Linked DNA regions of Zea mays: all the other regions are linked to region 1. The links are chromatin contacts, called in public Hi-C maps. All regions are on one chromosome and are shown on one strand. Each heading gives the region's core, a stretch centred on a gene start, on an enhancer-like site or on the middle of the called end of the contact. The rest is flanking DNA. Distances are from core to core; before and after follow the strand shown. Region 1 holds the start of LOC100281359 (vacuolar protein sorting 29). Region 2 holds the start of LOC100284120 (AGP16). Region 3 has its middle 21 kb from the start of LOC103654718. Region 4 holds the start of LOC100192069.

The links. A called contact is a pair of places that touch in the nucleus more often than the background predicts.
Region 2: a contact with region 1 is called in a Hi-C map of ear, with 2.9 times the contacts expected there. The contact joins the promoter of LOC100284120 here to the promoter of LOC100281359 in region 1. A contact is called at or near these places in 2 of 25 Hi-C or Micro-C datasets (both in ear).
Region 3: a contact with region 1 is called in a Hi-C map of leaf, with 2.8 times the contacts expected there. The contact joins the enhancer-like site here to the promoter of LOC100281359 in region 1. A contact is called at or near these places in 4 of 25 Hi-C or Micro-C datasets (all in leaf).
Region 4: a contact with region 1 is called in a Hi-C map of leaf, with 2.7 times the contacts expected there. The contact joins the promoter of LOC100192069 here to the promoter of LOC100281359 in region 1. A contact is called at or near these places in 2 of 25 Hi-C or Micro-C datasets (ear and leaf).

Annotation. Positions count from the first base shown.
Region 1 is chr4:230,876,751-230,880,739 of Zm-B73-REFERENCE-NAM-5.0, forward strand. LOC100281359 (vacuolar protein sorting 29) reads right to left here and starts at 2,025. Exons shown (of 3, transcript NM_001154277.3): 1 at 1,576-2,025. The coding sequence starts at 1,707.
Region 2 is chr4:230,653,730-230,657,718 of Zm-B73-REFERENCE-NAM-5.0, forward strand. It overlaps LOC100284120 (AGP16), which reads right to left and starts at 2,089. Exons shown (of 2, transcript NM_001331151.1): 1 at 2,008-2,089. The coding sequence starts at 2,029.
Region 3 is chr4:230,679,531-230,683,519 of Zm-B73-REFERENCE-NAM-5.0, forward strand. It overlaps the pseudogene LOC109945952. Among protein-coding and RNA genes, the nearest start is that of LOC103654718, 21 kb to the left of the region's middle. Within about 2 kb of position 2,236, at least 18 of the 20 cell types and tissues checked have an H3K27ac peak or open chromatin away from gene starts, as enhancers often do. A contact at or near this core is called in leaf, where this site is marked.
Region 4 is chr4:230,704,750-230,708,738 of Zm-B73-REFERENCE-NAM-5.0, forward strand. LOC100192069 reads left to right here and starts at 2,318. Exons shown (of 3, transcript NM_001137492.1): 1 at 2,318-2,866; 2 at 2,989-3,102; 3 at 3,219-3,989. The coding sequence starts at 2,406. The coding sequence ends at 3,756.

The sequences.
Region 1 (3,989 bases), core at 775-3,274:
GCCCCGAGGCCTCATGTGGACATGGCGAGCATGTTGCCGACTGAGAATTTTCCCTTCACAATTTAACAAGAACAGGAAAGAGTTCTACAATTATAAGCAGTAACATGTGCCATTGATGTACTGAACGGGCAAAGTAGTGATCCTAATACACTGATTTTTTTTTACAAAGCATCGGCATTGGGGTCCATCGATCATCAATTTGCCTCGACAAAACCGAAAACCACAATATGAAGTCTGATTCGCTGTTTATGTTGTCACCACCATTGGTAATGGAGCAAACACCCTTTTCTGGACAGACCGCTGGTTGCATGGCTGCTCATTGGAAGAACTAGCACCTGAGGTAGTTAGAAAGGTCCCTAGAAGAACAAGGAAGCTAAGGATGGTGGCCCAAGCCCTGCAGAACCAAGCCTGGGTTACTGATATTCATGGAGTACTTGGTTTGATTGGCCTCACAGAATTTCTACAGCTCTGGGATACATTGGCTGAGGTTACTCTAAGCCAATATGATGACCTGCATGCATGGAAGTTCGATGCCACAGGTCAGCCATCCACCAGGTCAGCCTACAGAGCTTTCTTTGTCGGTTGCATACCTTTTGAACCTTGGAAGAGGCTTTGGAAACCTTGGGCTCTAGGGAAATGCAAAAATATCCATATGGTTGGCCACCAGAAATCGTTGTTGGACTGCTGACCGCTTGGAAAAAAGAGGGCTTCCTCACCCCGAGCAATGTCCTTTGTGCGATCAGGAAAATGAGACTGTCCAACATATTTTAACATCATGTGTTTTTGCTAGACAATTCTGGTTTAGTATTCTGCAGCCACTAGATTGGTCAAATTTGGTGCCTAGCAGTAGGACCAAATCTTTTGCAGAATGGTGGCGGCGTGGCGCAAATCTTTGAAAAAAGTCCACAAACAGCATAAGAAAGGTCTTAATTCCTTGATCATTCTTGGTGCTTGGATCCTATGGAAACATCGTAATGGTTGTGTCTTTGACGGATCCGCTCCTTCCATCCAAACTGTTGTACAGGAGGTCAAGAATGAGGTTGTCCTATGGCAGGTAGCTGGGGCCAAAGGGCTGCTGGTCCTGGACCTTGGAAGGTTGCTGGTCTAGGCTAGGTTGGGTAGAAGTAGAAATTTGGGTCTGGTCTCTTTGTTGAGTTATATATAAGTTCTGTTTCAGATCCCACATCCCTCTCTATGATCCTACGTGGGGTGATGTTTGATGTACTGGATCATTTTTCTCTTATATAAAAAAATACGCATTCGAAAAAAAATAGTCTTATAGAAACCAGCTCGGTGCTATTGCCATCCTAGAGTCCAAAATAACCACACACACACACACACACGTTGCCCGACCGAACCAAACAAACAACTGCAGTAGACTAATACAGCGATGCGGCTGATCCCAGCACGACCTAAGAACCATAACGATTTCTCACGTGATGCAACTATCCGCGGCAGTACGACCTAGCCAGCGCAAAAATTGGACACATGAGGCGAGAGGAAAGGATTGTAAAATCGATCGCCGAGGGACGCCGGTTACCCGGCCGGCCGGCCAGGCGCGGAAGGTAAGGTTACCTTGATGCAGAGATTGCCAGTGCAGATGATGTGTTGGATCTTGCCGGGCACGAGCATGGACTTGAATTTGGCGGGGAGGTCGGGCGCCCGGTGCGGGATGTGCAGATCCCCCAGCGCAAGCACAAGCACCATCCTCCCCGGCTATCGCCTTCTTCCCCCTCCCCACCTCCTTCCTCTTGATCTCCTACTGAGTAGTACTCCACGATCCGCGTCTCACACCTCACGTCAGCTCTCTATCTGATAGAGCTGCACACCATGATCCGAGTCAAAACCGTCAAGCAGCTCAACCCTCTCCGAGAACAAGACCGATCCCCCTTGGCCCTTCCCCCCCTTGCTTCAGATGCGCGAGCGCGACACAAGGGGAGAAGAGAAAGGGAGGGGCAAGCACGTGGGGCCACTGTGGGTCTACTTGTCAAAAACGACGAAGTGGCCCCGCATTGGGCTCATGACCGGGCCGGATGAGTGTTGTTCGTCGTCGTCAGCACTGGGCTTTAGCATGCTGTGCACGACGGATACGGCCCGTTTGAGGCTCCATCGGTTTCGCCAAGTTCGTTGGGCTAGCGTTAAGCTAAGCAAAACGTCAAGCTCTTCTTCCTCTTTTCAACGTTTGAAAGATCGACGGTCTAGAATCTAGATGTACTATCAAAAAATTTGAATCCTCCTATTAAAAAAAAATTGAATCCTAACTGAAAGGATACATCAGCTAAATAGATTCTTACAAATCTATACTCTCTCCGTCTAAAATAGTATTCGTTTTAGATCTTGGTTTTTATGTCTATATTCAAATGAATGATAATAAATCTATACACATATATATAATACATACATCAAGTATTGTAAGAATTTGTTAATTTTCTAAAGAGAGGGAGTATAATTCAGTATTCCCGTTTACAGATTTACCTAGTTCAATTCAGAAACTCTGTCTATAGATTTCTCAAGTTCAATACATAATCTCCATGTATCCTATATTTTCAAGATTTATGCCATCCATATTATTCAAAATATTACCTAATTATCATTGTTTATATTGGATTAATGTTGGCTTGGCCCAATTAATATTCAATAATAGTCAATGCTAGTGGTCCACTTTAATGATATGGTATACTAATAATTTAGTATCATATTGTAAGTTCAAGAGATCAATCAATCAACTTAAATAGGTGCACCAATTGGTGCATCTATTAAGAAGTTGGGAAAAGAATGAAAAACGACCACACGCGCGCGTGCCGCCGCCGCCGGCGGGCCGTGGCCGTGGTAGATCGAACCTTGGTTCGAATATTCCTTTCAAATAACTGCGCATTTTGCCTTGTCCGCAGAGGTTGTAACACCCTAAATTTGGGGGTATAAAATTTCTTTCTAATTACCTACCAAATTCAGGTGTTACTCCTCTCTCTCTAGTTTCTCTCTCTTTTTCTTTTTAGTAGAATTAGCTTAATTAGTGAGGGGTTGATTATTTTATTTTGTCAAAACAATATGAGTCATGAAATGTTGCATCGTGGTGAGCTCCAAATATTTTTTAAATTGTTGCACATGTTTGATTTAGTTTGAATTTGAATTCAAAACCCTAGAGAACATAAATAGAAAAACATTAGAAATTCCCTGAAAAATAGAAAAAACCATTTCAGCCCAAGTCGGACAGACGGACCCGGCCTATCGGCGCCAGCCCACGCACCCCTTCTCTCTCTCTCTCTCTGCTCTGTGGGGTCGGCCTGTCGGTGCTGATCCCCTCGCACGCGCTCATCCTCTCTCTCTGCCCTGCGGACCCACCCGTCAGACCTCGTCCCTAACCTCCCACCCACGCCCCCATCGTGGATGCGTCCACGTTCACGCGTTTTCCGGCCATCTCCGCACGCCCTCTGTCACACTCGGGTTTTAGGGACCCGGGCGCGAACATAATCACCAGGTGCGCTGGGACCAAGTCTCACACATATGATAAATCATGGTACAGAAACGAATGTAATAACTTTACTATATAATAGGAGTTCTGTACAAAATAAATAAATAAATACATGGTAAGGAGACAACGATCCATCAACCCAAAGTTGACTAGGAGACGACGGCCTAGACCTCTCACGAACACATCGCAGCATCCTCCATGCGCCTCATCCTGTGGTACCTGTTCTTGACTTGTGGGGGTGAGATAGCAAGGGTGAGCTCACATATGTTCATCGCTCAACAAGTTGTGGGAAATAATGTGCATGAACTCACCAAAAGTGGGAGTTCATGTGAAGTGTAAGGCTGATCAATAATAGGGGTTAAAGCTGAGCATTGCTTTTAATAAGTTGGTCAAATTTTATTAGCAGTTACTAAATGTAAGTAAATACCAAACTAGAATAATAATAGAACAAAATTAATAATAAAGCTCATGCAATGCAAATGATAAATTGAATTTAGTTCCATAATTTAATCATGCG
Region 2 (3,989 bases), core at 839-3,338, 220 kb before region 1:
TCATAGGCTAATAATTAGTATTAATATGAGGAATGAGTTCATTCCACCAAATTTGTGGATTGAACTTATGATGCACCACCTCATCTAGAATGGATTCATTCTTCAAACCAAACACCCCATTAGTATAAGACAGTTCCCCATAGACCAGCAATTTATGGAGTCTGATCAAACATAAGTGATTTTCAGACAAAGCTACAAATGTCACATTCTTCAAATCACTCAAACACACAGCAAAGCGTTGGAAATTTTGGTTTGCAATCATTTTCAGACAAAGAAAATCTCCATCGTCCTAGACAAAGGCATGCTTGCCAAGGGAAGGTACCAATATGGGCAGAAAACTACTGCACAACCAATCGGCAGTATAAACAATGGTAGGAAAATAGAAGCTGGCTGAACTTGCACAAGAAAAAGGACCTGTGTGGATCTATCTAGGACCATAAAAAGATTAACAGGGGACCATCTCTCTTTTATAACGGCACCAAAGAGGATTATCTCTTTGATCAATCAAGGGCAGCCAACAAATACATACAGCCTAGATCATTAAAGAGGACTACATTTTTCATTTCACATCAGATATACCTAGCAAACCCGTTACTTGTGGCAATGTGACAGTTTGTTTGTGGAACAGACAACAAGTAAGGCCCTGTTTGGGAACAAAGTTTTTGAAAACTACAGTTTTTGAAATACTATACTATACTTTAGTTATGACAATACCGTAGTTTATAATACCGCAGTTTTGAAAACTGAGGTCCAGAGCTAAGTTTAGAATGCCTTAAAACAACTATAGTATTTGCAATACTTCAGTTTTGAAAACAGAGATTTTACCCAGCTTGCCAAACACCATTATGTATATAATACTGCAGTATTTGAGAATACTGCAGTATTCTTCCAAAACTGCAGAAAAACTTTGTTCCCAAACACCCCCTAAGAGGCATTCCATGAAAAAGTAGGCAATGGTAGCTGCCAGAGTACTAGTATTATATTAGAACGTAAATGCAAGGAGACGGCCATAGCAAGAATCAAGATTTCTACGAACTGCAAAACCACCAAACTCATTGCTGACAGGCGCAACAGACGAAGTGCAAATCTGACAGCAGTTTAGTCAAGATGTGAATATTCTTCATAAGAGAAGTTTTGCATATAACAAAAAAATTGCATTGGAGTTATGTGTCAAAACTGAAAGAATTTATTTAATTGAAAGATGGCAGTTTCCTCCGGGGCCTCAACTGTTCGCGTTAACTTTGTATTTTCGCGAAAACGCATCCTTTCCTGACCAGCACTGCCGCAGAAGAAAGCACACATGCAGGAGATTCGCGATTATTATTGTGTCTGTAATAATTAATTAACGTCCAGACATGGGGGATCTAAATTCTACGGCAATGCAGGTAGCACTGGGAAAAACTTGTGCGATGAACAGTTGTGAGATTTTCTCCATCTTGGTTCCCAAAAGAACCAGATCGACAAACACCGGAGATTTTTTTTTTTTGTTACAATGGGGAACGAACAGAACGCGATTCCGGCGTCCGGCCCCACGATCCAGGCGCGCGGAGCACAGATTCGCGGCGTCCGGATTGCATTGTGATTGCGGGCAGGAAGAAATGAAGGGAGATGAGAGAGAAAGAGCGAGACTGCGCACCGTCGCTGGTGGGCGCGGGCGCCGGTGCCTGCGCCGCAGCGGCGGCGGTCATGAGTATGGCGAAGACGAGAGCGGCCACCGCCATCGCAGCAACCGCGCCGAGCGGAGCCCTTGCCACGGCCATTCCTCCCCGGGAGTACCTCCCGCTGTCGCCGGCGTCGGAAGAGGAGAGGGGGTGGACGGATCACGTACGGCAGCGGCCACCACGCCACGCACGCACCGGCACCGACCACGAACGCACGCGCCTCTCTCTCTCTCTCCCGTCCCGTCCTCCCTACTCCCTAGTCCGCGCTCCTCAAAAAAGCCTAGGCCTGCTACGACGTGGCTGCGCATCTGAATGTTATTGAGAACGCCGCTTGCAAGCTACGTACCTTCGATGACATGTGGGTCCATTTTGACGCTGTGTTCGGCGGACCCGCCGCAGGGCGTCGTGCAAGGGAACCACGGTGGAGCCAGTTTAGGGCCTTGGTGAGATTCCCTTTCCAATGCGCAGGACGGCCGGGTGGCCGGTGAGACTAACTCCAAAGGCAGCCCCTACGCAGCCCCCTCCCCTTCGCATGGCATATAGGGGCACTCTACGATCGCAGCGGTGCTCTATACAACACAATACTCCAGCCCTTTTCTCTCTCCTCTCAGATCTAGCGGGTCACTGTTCATCCCCTAAACACTGTGTTGTAGATCCACGAGTAATTGTTAGTCGATAAAAATTGATAGTTGATATAGAAAATGATTTTTTTAGTTGTAGTGAGATATATGAGGAATATTTAGGGGGAACCGCTGTGGGAGATGAAAAAATAGAGGGGGAAAGTGATATAGGGGGGAAAATTTAGGGGTAACGGTTGCGAATAGGCTGAGTGAGCTCGTCACACTGCTGGAGCCCGGGCTATGTGGGCCCAGTAGCACAGGGAGGGAGGTCTCATGACTAGGGATGGAATTCTCTGGTTTTAGCTCACAATTTTCATCCTCGTGATAAAAAAACATCATCACGTATAAATTTAATGAGTTCTCATGGAGAACAAGAATAGATAATAATGTCTCATCTCCGTCCCTCCTGTTGGAGGAGAATTTTTCCATTTACATTTCGGCGGGGAAGAAACTTTATCATCCCTATCCTCTAAGAGTTTGTTCGATTGCATCGGGATCCAAGGGGTTGAAGAGATTAAATCATCTTCTATTCAATTTTGACTAGGGATGAATTTATTTAAGCCATGTTTGGTTCACTGCCTAACTTGTTACGCTTTACCTAACTTTTCTGTCTAAGATTAGTTTTTTTAATTCGAACGACTAACCTTAGGCAAAGTATGGTACAGTTAACCATAAACTAAACAATCCCTTAATCTCCTCCAATCCTATGTGATTCAGACGCAACCGAACAGGATCTAATAGAAGAATTCCCTATGGAGAATCAGGATCGGGTCTCCATTATCATCTCTAGTTATGACTCATAACTCATGTGACTCATGTGGTGTGCCGTGATCTGTTGCAGTGTGTTTGGTTTGCAGCACGGCATAGATCCAGAGTGATCCGAACCTGTATCCGAGCCTACAAAATCGTTTGGATAGCGTCACGGAGTCTACCCATCCGTCATCCACTCATTCCAAAATACAACAGAACCCTAGCAGCGACTCGTTCCTCCAAATCAACCGGATGAGCTGACTCCCGTTCGCATCTCGCACCTGGCGGCGGCGGGGCAGCTCTGAGGGGATCTCTCCGCGGCGGCGACGCGGCTCCCAGCGGCGACAGCGACCCTCCTCACCCAACCGCCGCTCCTCACACTACCAGATCTAGGCGTCGCACCTCAGATCCATCAACTGGTGAGCTCCCTCCTCCACCTCCTCTCCCTGCTCTTTGATCTCGCCCTCGCTTCTTCCTCCCCGGCCAGCCATCAGTTCCGGTGACTGCTTCCTTCGTCTACCCTGGCGTCTCCTACTCCAAGGCCGGGCACTACCGCTACGCGCTCCTCTCCCGCGTCTGCCTCTCCATGTTCGACGGGTTCGACTCCTACCAGTTCGGCGCCACAGCCGACACCACAGAGCTTGGAGGAACCCAGCTGACAGCCCGCAGGAACGAGTCACTGCAGCAATTCATCGAGCACTCAGATGCAGATCCCGCCTCTGGATTCTTTCCGAATTGCTCTGTCTATCCTGTGCCGTTGGAGACCTCGCCGCCCTCGCACTTGTCTCGCGCCACAGGTCCATCCGTTCAGGGCAAAGGAGATACAGAAGTATCAGTGCCAAATTGAACGCCGAAAGCAGTGCTGAACCTGTCTTCCAAAACCAGCTTACCTGAGCCTTATTTATCAGTCCACACAAAACCAGCGTACCTGAGCCGCGCACATCTATGTTAGAGACAA
Region 3 (3,989 bases), core at 986-3,485, 200 kb before region 1:
ATGTTTACAAAGGTTGCACGACAATGTGACTTCAGGGGCTCAGACAACCCACCGCATTCTATGCGAGTACAAGCTCCAGCGTATCTGGCGTCAGTGTGTGTGCTGCCATCAGGGCAACGACAACACATCAAACCTTTGTAACCATCGCAACAGACACAGTTGTGGCTTGGTAGTTGTGGTACACGATAAATACACGCAATAGGCACAACAGGCACAACAAGCGTAATTGTGACTCAATAGTTGTGACACACATGCAATGCCTTCAGGGCCCACGAAAAATGTGTGACTCGGCGATGGCGGTCCGACTCAACAGGAGTGATCCGATTAAGCGAGAGAGCGACATAGCAATCACATGACGCAGCCAAGTTCGAACGACACAAATATTGCGTCGTGTTGCCAGAGCGCAGTCAATATTCAGCTGATGCCATAACTCAGCCGATAATAACATAGTCTGATCAGTGTGTCCGAGTACCCACTATAATATTTAATCGCTCGGCGTGAATCAGAAACTCAACGCACCACAAATATTTAGAGCGATTTAAAAATACGCAACATAGCCTTCACATGCAATTTAATTATTTTCTGCTAATTATTTACTATGAAAAATAAAGCAGAAAATCGATAATAGAATTAAAGCATTCACATAAGCACATTAGGTGCAAAAGATATTTTCTCATACTTAAGCATGTATTATTTACTGCAGGAAATAATTATTGAGATAGAAACCACAATAGAAGACATAATTTATTCTTTACAACAGGAAATAAATATAATATAAAGCATGCATACAAATTTATATAAATTATGCAGGAATTTATTTATACTAAAAATTACAGTATAAATTATAAGCATAACTATACATAAAACGACTAATAGCAGCGCGGTGGACTGGCAGAGCATGGCTGCGGGCCACGATGTGCGGGAGACGGTTTCTAGAATAGGATTGTGCGCCGTGATCTCCAAGACTCCACACACTCTCCCATCCAATAGCCGCCAGCCACCCAAAAAATGAAAGGAATACTAGGTCAAGCGTACATGCGGCCATGCAAGTAGGATTAGGACTAAGTCCTCTCGCACAACAGCTAAAGCCACAGTTCACATATGGCTCATAGGTGTTGCATGGCTGCATGCGGTATTGCACCCATGATCCCTCCACACACGCAGGGAGTGAGGAGTGCCGAATGCAGATCTATGACCAGAGAGAGGCTTCGATCTCACCGACATAATCATGGATCCTGCTTGCCGGGTGCTGCAGGCACTCGCGGTCTCAGTTCGGCGGGCATGGTGTCCGTCGTGGGCACGGGTGTGGCTGCCGTCACGCAGCACGACACGAGCGGCTCTGGTGCGGGCATGGCTGCTGGCGCGCAGCACAGTCCCGACGCGCGGGCACAACACCACTACGTCGATGACAGTTTTTCGCGCACGAATCACAATCCATACACAACAACGGATCAACCAATAAACATACCGCTCGTGCGTAGAGGGAGAATCGAAGGCTGTCGCGTAGGACAGTTCGGCTAGGCCAAGAGACCTGCCGGCTTGACGAAGAGCTGATGCAGATCTGATTCCGCAGCAACATCAAGGTAGAGCGTGCTGATAACGTGTTGAGAACTACGTCACCACGGATCACCAGATCCGCTCCCTTCCCTCCCATCAGCAGTAGAGACGCGAGAAGTTGTAGAGGACCCGTCTCACTTTACAGAAGCACGACAGAGGAAACACACGAGACACATGATATAGGGTTGGGCCTTTAGCCTCTTTCTGATCTCTGTATTATGAGGGATGTACAAGTTCCTTATATATAGATGTGAGACCCCTCAGGAGTAAAACAGGTATTTGCCCACATTACCATAATTAGGGTTACTTAACAGGTAGAAACCCTAAGGGCCTGTTCGGTTGTACCGGAATGAGCCAGGATTTATTCCGGCTCATCAAAATATATATAAATTAGAGAAGTAATCCGGCTAGGAATTAATCCGGGCCTCCAATCCGGAACAACCAAACAGGGCCTAAAAAGGGTTTTTTTCCACTATCTGTTTGTGCTCTGTTCTATGTGTGTGCTTTCACAGTGGAAGGGGAACAGACCAAAAAATAGATACGGTCGTAGGACACTTCGGAAACTGGGCCGCTGCATGCTGGCAGACTCTTGCCGCCATCGTTGCGACTTGCGAGGCCGTGTACATGTCATTGATTGATTGGGCTGGCCACGATGAACCAGCGATAATGCGAGATGGGCCCGTACAAACGCAGGACGGCAAGCGCATGTGAGATCCAGAATAATGGAAAGGGCAGAGCAACGCGGCTGGCCTACAAAACAAATGAAACAATGATGATCGCCGGTGCGGTGCGCACAGGCGCAACCTGGCACGTACTGTGCAACGGCACTTCGGATGGACACGAAGCGAGGCAGGCAGGCAGGGTCACGGTGACAGGCGTGCGTACGTACGTGTCTACCTACGTGATGATGATGTTGCCGCTACACTGGATTTGGTTGGCCGTGCATATGCTACTCCGATCCCATGATAGATCTCATTCTTCTCGCCGCCCGCACTGTTTTCACTTTTCACCGCCGCCGTTGAGGTCGCATTACGTCAAGCAAGGCCGTAATGAATCAGCAAAACCCATCAAACCCATCAAGTTCGCATAACATCCAAACACTCTATCTAATAGTTTAGCTATTAGCTATTTTTATTAAATTAGTTAATAGTTAGCTAACATTTTTAGCTAACTAATTATGCATTTAAACACCCCTAACTCGAATCACCTTCTTCAAAAAAAAAAGACATGCATGCCAAGAAAGGTTCGCTACTAAAAATGATTTATTTTAGCAAACAAGTCAAAATCGTTAACAGAGGTGGACATTTCTACGTACTAACCGCCTCTGGTCAAGGTACGTAGCACCAAGAAAAAAAATACACGCCTCTAAAAATCATAGATTAATATAGAACATTAGAACGACGACATCTTACGATGAACGTTCATCTTCATAAATTGATTTTGAGAGATGAGCCTATGTGATAGCCATAGAGGCGTGATTGTGCCAGACGTGCAATAGGAGTAATTGGTTTTAATTGTCATAGTATCTAGTATTGTAATCTTGATATTAATCCCTACTACTCTATAAAACTTTACTGTGGGCGTCCACAGTTGCAACACATGCCCCCGCCTCGTTCATCCCGCCCCCGTCCGTGATCCCCTCCGCGACCCCATCCACGCCTGCTCCTGTCCATGCCCCCAACCGTGCCCTCCCTCCCTCCCTCTACCCCCTGGTGACGTCGACCATCTCCCCGTTCATCCCGCCCCACCCGTGATCCCCTCCCCGCGCTCCCCTCCGCGACCCCATCCATCTCGCCGTCGTCCACGCTCGCCCTGCCTCCCACGATGGTCGGCCCCAAACGCGACCTCCCTCCCTATCCGTCCCCAGCCACGCCAGGAGCGCCTCCCATATTCTTCCCGGTTCATCCCACCCTCGCCCGTGTCCCCTCCCCGTGCTCCCCTCCGCGACCCCATCCATCTCGCCGCCGTCCACGATCTTAATCAGCGCCCTTCCATCGGCGTCCATAGTCCACAATTCCAACACATCGATCCTGGGAGTCCTTCGAAGGCACAGACCTTCCATCGACGGCGCCCCGTATTGCTATTTAAAAAATCCAAAGCGAGGCTGCCACCCTACTCCCATCCTCCTCGGATGTGCAGATACTGTGACCAACAGCTCGAAGGTGTGTCAATTCTGTTCTTGTCTATCAGGAGAGCAAACATCATATATCCTGACAGAACCACGAAGGAACATCACTAAGGTGCGTCAACTCTGTTTTTGATATTGCTGTTTTGTTCTCAAGGTCTTGGATTCTGAATAGAGTGCATAGAGAGAATGATAATGAGTTTGTATTTCAATCTTTGTTGTTCTCTACATGCATGTCTTATGTTCTTCTAGCGTCTTAAAAAAATCTGCTGACACTTGTTATTTTATTTGCCACTGAGAGGGTGAG
Region 4 (3,989 bases), core at 1,068-3,567, 170 kb before region 1:
ACATACGTTCTATACAAACCTCAAAGCATATCTATTGAGACCTAAACTAAGAGATTGTTTGGGACTGCTCTAAGTTCCAATTTCGGCATGGAGCTATAATTTTTTATATAAATTTAAATATTTTTTCAAAAAATAATCTAAATAATAAAAAATGAAATTATCCAAATATCTTCTAAAGGTTCAAAATTCTAGCTTCATGATTTTCTGGAACATCTAATGACTTGCTTCTTGAACTCCACCAAAATTTCTAGAGTTGGAACAGTCTCAAACACCCCTTAATAACAAAAATTTCAATACATGACATCCATCGTGATGAAAATCACAACTTAAGTATTACTTATTGGAGAACCTTCTTCTGAGCCAAGTATCGATTGCCCACGTCCAAAGTCCGTTAGATCATCGAGGACCCCTTCCGAGGCCTCCGGACCAACCAGTCCCGGGGACGGCAGCCCTCCCTGAGGAAAAAACTGTCGGGACCCAACAACATGGATGTCAGGCCTACAGCCCTTGAACTTCCTAGGGCCTAAATGTCCTCCCTCATTTGACTATTGGCCTTTTCCCCTAAAGAATCCAACGTCCATTGTACTTTGTCATTGAGATTCTCCATGATGCAAAGGCAAGATACCTCAAAGTACTTAAACTTATATACTCAGTCCTAGTCGTGTCTCAAAATCTTAGACATTAGTTTTAGGCACACCCGCCTCAGTGGTTGCATTGTTCCTCTGAAGATCAGGTTGCATAACCAACATGCAATCCTACGCATTGCTAGGTGGGTTGTCAAGCTCAAAATTTAACCTTTAGATTGTTCCTCGCCATGTAGTCAAGAGTCAGCAAGATGGTGTTATGTAAGGAACACTAGACATTATGCTTTCACATCTCCAAGTAGCATGAAAGCGTCGGTGCATCATTCCTCTTGGTATCCCTGATAGGGGAACACGTTCATTATGTGTGTCAGCTCCTATTTTGGGCCACAAACAACATGCCCGAGTATGCAACTCTTATAGCTGACATGCAGATCGCTATCTTATTCACGATCTGTCACCTATTATTAAAATGTGATTTGTAATTGGTGGTTAACCAAGTTTGGGGCTCTAAGCATGCAATAACCCTGAGTTGTTAGCATATGCCCTAAAAATTTAAAAGCTACAACTCTCATTGTTGTTCTGCAGTTTAGACACATTCCAATAATAGAGAATACAATAGGAGATAGTGTTGAATTAATGTGGACTTGGCCCAATTAATATTTAATAATAGTAAATGCTAATGACCCACTTTAATGTTATGGTGTACTAATAATTTAGCACCATATTAGAAGTTTAAGGGACAAATCCATTAACTTAAATAGGTGGACCGTTGGTGCATCTATTGAGAAGTTGAGAAAAGGATGAAGGACTGCAACACGCGCGCGCCGCCGCGCCGGCCGAGCCGTGACTCGTGATAGATCGTACCTTGGTATTGTTGGAAGAGAAAGTACATCAATGGACTTATAACCAAGCTAATCAATATTTGTATTGTTGGAAGAGAAAATAAAGAAGAGAAAATAGATCTTAACTGTCATATAAGCAACATGCTATTCATAGGAGCCTTGGCGGTGGCGATCCTAAATAATACTCCCTTCGTTTTTTTACTTGACGTTTTTAATTAAAAAATAAACTATGCAACATTAAATATTTAAGAATGAAGGTAGTATTATATGTGATGAGGAATAAAAAAGAGAATAGAAGATATGTTAGCAAATAATAATAATAACAACAACAACAACAGTAGTAGTAGTAGTAATAATAATAATAATAATAATAATAATAATAATAATAATAATAATAATAATAATAATAATAATAATAATAATAATAATAATAATAACAACAACAACAACAACAACAATAATAACAACAACAACAACAACAACAACAACAATAAACACTTTTATAGATAAATAGAAGACAATCATAGTATATCTTATTCTTGTACCTTAATTTAAATATAAGCATTTGACTATACTATTAATATTGCTCCTAAATCCGCACAGGCAGTTTTCATTTATTAGCCTCTCTTTTCTCTCCCATCGTTTTTGAATTCTCTCACCCCTTTGACATCTAACAAAGTCAAGTGGGCCTGCCGCCCTGTCGTGTGTCCTCTATAAAACTCCAAGCTCAAAAAAAAAAAAAAACCACAACGAAAAAAACACAGCATAGAACAGTAGGCCTCACTCCTTTTTAGGACAGGATCCAATGCCTTTGGCCCTCTGCCCATCACTCCCCCTCTCTCTCCTTTTACTCTTCCTGTAGTCTCCTCACTCTTCCAACCAAAACAATCAATAAACTAGCAGAAGTCAGCGCCTCCCTCCTCCGCCCGTTTCCTCAAGCGACAAGAACCCAACCACTCCGCGTCGTCGTCTGCTGCCAATGGAGGAGGAGCGCTGCTTCAACAACTGGGATCTGGACGCCGTCGTGCGCTTGGGCTGCCGCCGCCTCCTCTCCCCGTCGCCGCAGCCCGACCCGTTCGCTTCGTTTCTCCCGCCGCCGCCGCAGAAGGAGAAGCCCGTGGCGCCAGCGCCGGCTAAAGAGCCAGAGCCACATACCGCGTGGCGCTTCCCTGACCTTGGTGCTGGCGGCGGGCAAGACGGCGAAGAGCTCCTCAGGGCCCTGTTAGCCGACCAGCCTCCCCTGCATCAGCCTCTGCCAACGCCAGCGGCAACGCCAACGCCAACGCCAACGGCAACGCCTCCCCCACCATCACAACAGCAGCATCTACAGCCGACTGTGACAGCCGTGGACGTGGCTCCACCCCAGGTGCGCCCCGCTCCGGCTAGGGCGCAGCCGAGCGGGCGGCAGGTGCCCGGTGGCGTGCCAAGATCCAAGAGAAGGTACGCTGCGCTCGCTGAGTGCCTCGACACGGCCGGCGGCAGCGGTTCTTCGAATTGTTTCTTGGGGGAGGTTGAAAGCTCGGGTATTTGCAAGCTGCTAACGCTGTTTCCGTGCACTCCAGGAAGAACCAGGTGAAGAAGGTGGTCTGCCACGTTCCGGCGGACGGCTCGTCGCCGGACGTGTGGGCGTGGCGCAAGTACGGCCAGAAGCCCATCAAGGGCTCCCCCTACCCAAGGTCGGTCAGCTAGAACAACAGTCCCTTGCCTATCTGTCGGCTTCTCGCCGGCGTCGCGTTCGCGTCTCGGAGCGAATTAACCGATCTCACCGCCTGCTGCTATGTTCCTTGAACAGGGGATACTACCGATGCAGCAGCTCCAAGGGGTGCGCGGCGCGGAAGCAGGTGGAGCGCAGCCGCGCGGACCCCAACACTTTCATCCTCACCTTCACCGGGGAGCACAACCACGCGGCGCCGACCCACCGCAACTCGCTCGCCGGCACCACCCGCCACAAGTTCCCGTCGTCGGCGGCGCCTCAGCCGCCGCCGCCGTCCGTCGTGGTGGGCGGTGACGCGCAGGACCGGCAGCCGAGCCCGAGCCCGACGTCCACGTCGACCGCGGGGCTCTCGCCCACGACGCCGCTGCGCACGCCGTCCATGGAGGAGGAGGAGGAGGAGGAGGAGGAGGAGGAGGAGGAGGACGAGCTGCTGGTGGAGGACATGGAGATGGCTGGCGAGGACGAGCTCCTGTTCCTCAGCACCGACGCCGACGCCGGGGCACCGACGTCCTCGCTCTTCGACGTCGTCGGCGAGCCCTTCCTAAGCCCTCCCTGGGTGACAGCCGCCAGCAGCGCCGGCGAGCCAGCCACAGGGGCAGCCGGCGCTGGGAGCTGACTTCTTCTAGAGAGAGATGTGCCGTCTGTCCTTGCAGATGGAGCAAAATCAAGGGAGGAGAAGAGAGCATCTGATGTCCCATTCTAGTAGTAGTTCTAGCATCGGTAGTCAGCCCTGACTAGTACGTACAGAGCTTGATGCATCAACCGACCCTCAAGCAGTTCTTCTTCTTTCCTGATCAGAAGAACATCTTTGCATCCTGTTCTTTTTGCTCTTTTTTTAGGTATGGTTGG